Linked DNA regions of Gasterosteus aculeatus: region 2 is linked to region 1. A link is a contact called in public Hi-C data. All regions are on one chromosome and are shown on one strand. The core of a region is the stretch at or near the end of the contact, and the rest is flanking DNA. Distances in the headings are between cores, read along the strand shown. Region 1 overlaps LOC144383368 (a long non-coding RNA gene). Region 2 has its middle 12 kb from the start of frmpd1a.

Region 1 (4,338 bases), core at 1,224-3,723:
GTGTCTGTTGGTGTGCGGTTTTGGGGGACGTCTCTCATTGCCAGTCTGCGTTGGAGGGCCTGAATTTTTCATTCTGCTTTCTCGTCAAGTACAAAAGATGTGTTCTACCCACCGGCTGCACGGCAACATTTTGTTGTCCAGTACTTACTTCTCCACCCTGGTTTTCTTTGAGCTACCAGCAGGTTGTTGCTGAGAGAGCAGCTCTTTTGTTACAGCGCGCGTGTGTGTGTGTGTGTGTGTGTGTGTGTGTGTGTGAGAATCCAGCATTGATCACTGCAGAAACACTTTCATCCATTGTTTGGTGGTATACCGTTATTTTATTTAAGTAGAAGTAGCTTAACCCCCGAGATACTCTTTTACAAGATTTGCATCCAAATATACTAGTACAACAGTATATATATATATGTATCATATATATATATAAAATGGTATTAATCATTAGTAATTGTAATTAGTGATGCATTTATGTGTAAGCATCACTCATGTTGTAGCTTGTAAAGGAGGAGCTAATGTATGCACTGGAGCTATAGTGTATTACATTTATATTTTGTATTAATAATCTAACTAGTAACTTGTAACTAAATTAGTCAAATAAATTGAAATAAAAGCACAGTTTTTACTTTTGAAACAATTGTAAAATGCAAGAACCTCACAATTTAACCTAATGTACTTACATCACGTTACATTCCACCACTGACACACACACACACACACACACTGCACATTCTTTCAAGCTGCACCATCGTGCCTCTGGCTCTATACCACCAGTGTCTGTCTCTCTTCGTCCTTTTTTTCTCCATTCTCCGCCCTCTTTGCACCTCCACCTCTCTGCCTGGCTCGAGTCCAGCTATAGATTGTTAATTATGGTTTGTACGTGATGCGCAGTCTTCTCTCCAAATACTACGGCAGTATTCTTTGGCAGACTTCAAAGTGTCTGTGTTTCATTCCACGGGGATTAGTGATGGTGGTGTGTGATAATGCCCCTCCCTGCTCGCTGAATTAAACGCCCGTGGCTGGACGCAGGTAATGATGAACACACTCACACGGGCGTTCGTACATAGTGCGTATCATTAAACGAGGCAAAAACCGCACACAGAAACGAGACACGGGGAAGAAACGTACATCTTAGATGCTGCAAAGAAAACGCTCGTATTCTAGAAAAATAATGTGATTTAAACTGTGGACTACACATGCGAGCAAATTCTCACTCCTTTCATCCGTCTTCCCTCAGAAAGAAAGGCTGTATGTTGGTCAATATACCCACAGAGATCCGCGGTAAATGTCCTTCACTCATCTCTCATCTCACACCCCCGGGACAGATTGGATTTTTAAACGGGCTGTTTTTTGATCATTCTGCCGTACTGATAATTGACTGTGGGTTGCTGTCTGTTTTCCTCTCCGTCCACCAACAAAGTTAACGAAATGAGAATTGGCGAAAAGAAAAACCAACATACCAATACAAATTAACTGTGTCCATAGCAACACTCGCCTTGATTTGTACAAAGGACAAAATGACAAGTGTTTAAAGCGCTGCGGGGCGTTTTAATGTTCAGTTTTGTTGTTCTCTCGCCGACTGAGAAGGTCTCGGGAGACGGCAGGAAAAAGAGCCATGAAAGGAGAATTACAGAGACAGACAGAGGCCGAAGGAGAGAGAGAGAGCAGCACAAACTCGTCCTTGGTGATCAATGCATGTTCTATTGTCTGTTCGGTTCCTTTGTCCACAAGGACGAAGGCAGAGGAGAGGAGGCGAGTGATGCATGTGAACAGTTTTCAGCACCATAAGCTGGGTATTAAAATAACCGCACTGCCGTTAGCATGTGGTGCCTTTACGTCTTACAGGACATATTACACTGTACGTACATAGAATAACATGCAGGCATTTACTTTTATCTCAGGCAAAATGCTGTTAATCATGTCATAGCCTTAATGGATGGTTCCAGCTTATTGCAGCCTTGTCTTACTCGTGTGATCTTGCACAGGTCAAAATAGGTAATAGAGTGCGGGAAGATGAGACAGTATTCCTGTGCAACGAGGATGTATCGCTGACTTTTCCGGTCTTTTGACTCTTGGTTTTCTACTTCATCATAAAATAATTCAGATTCTGCTGTTTTGGCAGAGTATTAGTTTGTGACGCATATATTTGTAACAAAAAATCTTTAATTTAACCCTGTAATTGGATCCTATTCAGCCAGTAGTAAACGTTTATAGTCATATTGAGCAAACGGGTTTCGGCTGATTTTTTTTTTCCCAGAAAGACGGTAAACACAGAGCCACATACTTGCTTCAATATGAAATAAGAAAAAAGCGTTGAGGCTTTAACTTTTGAAGTGTAACCTGCATCATTTATGTGATTATCTCTGCACTTCACAGGCTTTAAATGTGCCTTGCTTACTGACAACACTGTAATCCTCCCGCCTGTTTGTTGTCATGACATCCCCATCAGTTGAATGACATGCTTCTGCTGTGTGCAGGCTGTCGTTCACGGTCGCCTTCGCTGCTGACACAGTTAATGTGCGTGTGTATGTGTGTGTGTGTATGTGTGTGTGTGTGTGTGTGGGGAGGTGGGTTCAAGACTAGAGTCAGACAGAAAGGGACAGAAACGCCTCAACTGAGACAGAGATATGACCTTTATTTGTCCTTGTGAGCTGGTTTAACGGGACACAGTGGTAACGGAAAGAAAGTCACAGATAAGAATGTCAACAACAAGAGGGAGAGAGCGAGTCTGCGACAGATAGCGAAAGAGGCGAAGATTTAAAAAAGGGCTAACAGGAATAATGAGAAGAAAAGAGAAAACACCAAAGAGGAAAGTGTCTTAGTAGGCCGGACAAATAGATCTCTCCACCTGTTATCACCTCTTGCAGGTGAGCGTCTGCCTCACCTTGACTCGTTACAATCCCCCCACTAACACCGAGCCAGGCCATCAAACGGCTATCTGTTCCCCCACCTCCCCTTCCCTCGTTTCTCTTCTCTCTCTTTACACCGGACTGGAAAGACCTTGATGCTTTCCCAATAATTGGCAGCAGAGGTTGACTTTTTTTTTTCTCTCCACCTCCCCTCCCTCTTTTTTTTCTGTTTATCTTTTTTTTGCTCTTCCTCTTCCTTTTAGAGATGAATACTTGGCCCGGGGATCAAAGGCAGACTCCAGCCGATCGCTCTGGCCGCCACAAAGGGGCGTTGGGGGCCGCTGGCATGGGGCCAGGTGCTGCACAGGGCCACATAGCGAGGGACAAGCCATGCAGATGGGGTCTGCAGACCCTTTGTCCCCTCCACCCCCCCCCCCCTCAGCCCTCACCCCTGTGTACGAGAGGTCAGTGGCAAAAGTACAGTGTGTGTGTGTGTGTGTGTGTGTGTGTGTGTGTTTCCAATCAGATGATCCAGAGTCTCCATGACTCACTTTTGTCTGCACCTGTATTTTTCTCATGTTTGCGTTTCTCCCGGTGGGCTTGTTTACTTGTTTCTTTCCTCACCTTATCGCACACTCTTCTTCTCTGACTGTGCATTTTCTTCTGTTCCAGAGAGCAGATCCGAGAGAGGCGGCCGGCCTGCGCAGCCAGCGGGAATAGAACCAGCTGAGGTAAACATCTTTCCCCCCACGGACAGAGCCCTGTTTAAAAGGTCTGAGAAGACCCGACTTGAGTTTAGTCAAACACTTCCCTCCACCCTCAACAGTCCTTGTTAAAATATATAAGTGTTGCAGCCAAATACAATGTCGCCAAGGCCAGAACAAATAAATCGCAGTGTAAGACACAAAGAGTGGGATATTTAAAACAAATGAACAAGCCCACGTAGTCCAAATATATATGCAACACCTAGCTTGCTTTTCAACGGACACGTTTGCAGAGTTATGAGGCCAGTCAACATGATGTTACTGAGTCAGAAAAGAAATGCTGAACTGTTGCATTGCAGAAAAGGAGGGATTCACTTCCTTAGATGTGATGTGAAAAGGCCGTGATGAAAACCCTTCTCAAAAAAAACATCAAAACTTTGATAATAACGTTTAAAAGTTGGATAAGATGCAATTTGTAGGCAGGAGCATACAGCATACTTCAATGCAGCCTAATGTCGGCCTCTGGATCCATAGTCCTTCCAAAGTCTGCGACTCCTCACATCATCTTGCTTTCTGTAACAAACTCCTGCACTTCACGCTTGGATTTTCGCTTTCCATTCACTTTTGCCACAGTTTACTTATTAAGTAGGCCTACTCTTACTATTCTGATCAAACCACAGACAAGTGCAGTATTTAAGCAGAAATGAGAAATGTTGTAATTTTGGATAACAATTTACAACTCAATAAAGTAGTGTCAAAATGTCTGAAATCAGCAGGACGTAAAGGAACAC
Region 2 (4,338 bases), core at 564-3,063, 60 kb before region 1:
GAAAAAAACATTGATTGCTGCGCAGTCTCCCTCTCCTTTTTTTTCCTTCTACCCCCAATTTTTCCCCTCTTGCAAAATAATCCACTTTAACAGTCCCACTCCATTTCCTCTCTCCCATCCCCTGAAACTGGTGATTAAGCGCTTAACCAGTTTACACACAAAGAGGGATGTGTTTGAAATGCAAACACATAAACACCTGGGACTTAAGAGGTTTAATATATTGTTTCATGAGTTGTGGCGGCATTTAGTTCCGATTGACTTCATGCAGCATGTAAATGCAAAGGGCTTTAGGCAGTGATTATTGTATTCTCCCGTATGTTGCTTCATTTTAACAATTCATCAGTGCAATGATGAAGTCTGTTATAGACTATCAGCAAAAAGAACAGCTTGGTTGGCTCTCATAGAAGTGTCATTTACACCTGCAGGATTAATTAAGGTGCGGTAGTGTGAATTGAAATATTGAACTTTTTTTGGCAGCTAAAGTTAACCATTGTGTTGATTTTAAATGTGTTGATCAGAGGAACTGGATGAGAGGTTTACAAACAAACTGTTCCACTCTCATCCACTTGGGGGCAGTGCTCATAGCAGTGGGCCTGGCCCCTGACTCCGTAGTCAACTAACAATCACACAATCTTGATGGAATTCTTGAGGAAAAAATCACACAAGCATCATTTCAGATGTTTGACACGATGTGCTCATGGCTTTTTTGCAAGGTAATTCAGCATTAAAAAAAGGTTTCTACAAATTACTAACCGATCAAAGACACGGTATGAGACATAAACATATTGAATAAGAGGTGGACGCTCCATATACACATGGAGTCGTGTTTCTGTTTGTCTGGAGTCATTCTCCTTTTGCTCTGTCTTTGTCACCACCGACTCCTGAGGGACATTAGTCAGTCTGATGTTTTGTGCCAGGCAGGTACTATCCAGTTTCCTGCAACTAATTTCTATCCACAGCTTTAAGTTGTGGACCATAAAACCAAAACAATGAGCTGATAGCGCTCCTCATGAGCTGAGAGGAACTGTGCTGTTGTCTGATAATTCCCTTTGGGTTTAACACTACCAATGACCCCCTTTCACAATGCACTTGTCATTTCATCCACTGTTGATGTAACATGTGGATCAGAGCAGCTTTAAAGGCCCAGATTTAAAACTTGCTGAAACAACGCGTGACTAAACGCTGGGGGGAGGAAGGATAAATACCTCCTCTTAAAGACAGGGTGGTATTTTGTAAATGAACTGACTGATCTGTGAATCTGCTGACATGTCTCATTAACCCCCCCCCTCCCACACACACAGAGTTTAGATAGCATCTTCTGCCATCTGCGAGGCTCATCCTGGGCCCGTGACATCACTTCCTCTCAAACCATACAGACGCTGGTGGGAAATTGTACCACCATGACATCATGTAATGGCTCCAACATGTGCTGAGATGAGTTGCATCCAACTGCCTGTGGATGCAGGAATGTAAGCTCAACTTTACAACAAACACAGTTTCTCTGTCCGCCCTAAACTCTGGTTTATCGGTTATCCTGATTGAGCTCCCAGTGATCTGGACTCAAATTTCATATATTTTCACCAACCCCGGCCTTGAAATTAAACCCTTCCAGCATACTTAATTAAGGAGCGGCCACAGGGAGTTTAGAGTCCGTTTCTACCTTTAACTTCTGAGGTGAAACTGCAACATTAATTCCCTTTTATGAATGATGTCACGATGACCTCGGCTCTCACACACTCTGCCGTTATTATCATGTTGCACAAAGTCTTAGTCCAATAACTCAATATGACTCCTCAAACTCTTTCATCCCGCCTGAAGGATCTTCACACATCTTGTATCCATCATCTGTCCCTCCCACAAAGGATACACACCTCCCCTGTTCTCACGTTAATCTGCCCGTTCCTCCCTCACTCATTTCCAATCTCCTTCAGCCGTCCGCTCATGTGAGATACCCCCACCTTCTCTCTCCTCGACACGGTACACCAGGAACTATTGAGAACAGCCGGTTGTGTGCGCTGGCTGTATTTGTGTTGGCATCGTCTCAGGCTTCTAATATTGCCATTTCAGATTAAGTGTACTAGATGACTGTGGAAGGGAGCTTCCCTCTCATGAGGCAGCAGTGGAAGATCAGAGGATGTGGGAGGAGATGTCCGTTAATCCATCTACTTACCATTCCCGCTTTTTTGTTACACTAACTTAAACCACCAGTCACAGAAAATTACTTGTGAGAGCTATTTACTGCACACATTTTTGGTTGCATCTATGCATAGAAACATTCTTTACATGCATGCAGAACAACTAACGATAACGCAGGAAATGTTCCAAAGCTTCCTCGTTTTTTTTGGCCTATTTATGAGCTGAACTCTCCCCTCTTGTAGTTGACTCACACACACAGGCTGTCAAAGAGGGTAATAGTTCTGTCACTCGTAATGAACTTCAGAGAAAGCAACCCCAAATATGTAAGCCGGTGTTTGTGTATGTGTGGGTGTGCGTAAGCTGCTCTGCAAATGGGGTGGCCTTTGATGTTGCGCTGCTCCGATCCTCTTGTAGTTAGCCGTTCCCAGGCTGTCTGAGCCTGTCCTTTTCTTTTCCAAGGGCAGGACGCAGAGACGGGGACATGAGAGAGAAAGGCAGGCCGTCTCAGCTTTTTTCTTTGGTCGGTGCTGTGAAAAGAGAACAAGCTAAGGAGGGCAATTTTTCCTAAATACCTCCTGTAATTGCATTTGTGTGTGTGTTTTTTTTGGGGCCCACTTGTAAATCATGCCCAATGGCAATGGAACCTGTCGAACATTCGTGAAAGCAATTTGGAATAATACATCTGTAAAAATACCATCCCATGACTTGTCAGCGTCTTGGCTGCAGTTCCATTTGGCAGCTTTTATGTTAAATGCTGTAGTTGATTTATAGAGTGACTGTAGTGATCAGTAATATCCAATATCCACTTGGTTCCTAGTATCCAGATCACATTAAAGCTGAGTGGGGTTGGGAAGAGTCCTCTCGTTCGCCCCATTTGACTTGGGTCTGTTTCTAATGTCGGTGGATCAGAGGACACTGGCTTGCAGCTCTGATCATGTGGTGCATCGTGATCGTCAGAGGATTGAAATATTGTTTGGCGTGAGAAATGAATTATAATGTACAAGAAAAGTCATATGTAGTCTTACTGTTTTTGACGCGTCACGTCTCCTTGTTAAGATCGGACCGGGTCCACTGCCCGTCCAAAGCTTTGGACTTGGTAAAGCACTTAACCAGTTAGTTATTTGCTCACTTGAAGCTGCATGATTCATCTATGATGACAATAGGAACACACATTGACAAAGCTTCTGTCTATCAATAGTTCACCCAACTTTAATCTCACGTGTAGCAAGATCACAATGTGCAGCAAGCATCATGTTCATTTTTCTTCACCTATTAATAAAACTTGATAAAGTAATTTCCATTCGCTCAATGAGAGTTAATTGTTGGATGCTGAAGAAGTTGCTCTGGCTGTCTTCCTACTGGCTCCCCATACACATGCATGACATGAAAACAATTTATTACAGTAAGAAATCATATTTTGATCAGTAATTTGCATCCGAAAAAAAAGTATTTTTGGGCTTGTGGTCTCCTGGTCTGCAATTCTGACTGTGGCCACTACTCCAAAATCACAGGCCAGCACTGATTCTGAGGGCTTGCTTTGTACTCCTGTATAAATCATTTCCTTTGTGGTCAAAGGCCACATATTTTTTCCTCCTCACACCTTTCCTGCTGTCTCTCTAAAACAGCGCCTTTGGAAACATCCAAGATTCTCCTCCCGTGTCTGGGATGTGCTTTTAACATTCCAGATAAAGCTTGTTTCACTGTTTGTGTGTGTGTGTGTGTGAGATTGAAGCAACCTGCAGGTGGAGGAACAACTAGTAACCCACAGTATCTCCAGCCTTCAAAAAAACCCTTTATGTTCCACCACCCAGATGTGGAAAGAAGCAGTTGTGGCAAAGGGCCAGAAGAAATTGTGTATTTTCACTCCTCTTTTCTACTTTCGCAATCATTTTACTATTGCGGAAATTCCCAAAACCAGCAGGGCACCTTTTGCATAAGAGATCCATCCATGATTTTCATCTATAGTTACTGTCTTGCACCTCATCTTCTGATGGTCCTGGCCTGCAGCAAAACAAGCTTTGACCCTGAAAACATCCTCATCCTCTCTGACTGAATTCTCCCTCGTTGGAGAGCTGGAACGACAGCAGCTGTCACCACAGAGGAAGCGGATGAACATACCCACAACAGTCAAGATCTCAGCTCTTTCTCCACCCTCACGCTTTTGGGTTTTTGACCGCCATCTTATCTTCGAGGCAACACATC

The links. A called contact is a pair of places that touch in the nucleus more often than the background predicts.
Region 2: a contact with region 1 is called in a Hi-C map of skeletal muscle, with 2.1 times the contacts expected there. The contact joins two enhancer-like sites. A contact is called at or near these places in 2 of 6 Hi-C or Micro-C datasets (skeletal muscle and tail fin).

Annotation. Positions count from the first base shown.
Region 1 is chr9:10,844,051-10,848,388 of fGasAcu3.hap1.1, reverse strand. LOC144383368 (a long non-coding RNA gene) reads left to right here. Exons shown (of 3, transcript XR_013450734.1): 3 at 3,107-3,311. Among protein-coding and RNA genes, the nearest start is that of LOC144383368, 22 kb to the left of the region's middle. Within about 2 kb of position 2,473, at least 1 of the 9 cell types and tissues checked has open chromatin away from gene starts, as enhancers often do.
Region 2 is chr9:10,903,431-10,907,768 of fGasAcu3.hap1.1, reverse strand. No RefSeq gene overlaps it. Among protein-coding and RNA genes, the nearest start is that of frmpd1a, 12 kb to the left of the region's middle. Within about 2 kb of position 1,813, at least 3 of the 9 cell types and tissues checked have open chromatin away from gene starts, as enhancers often do.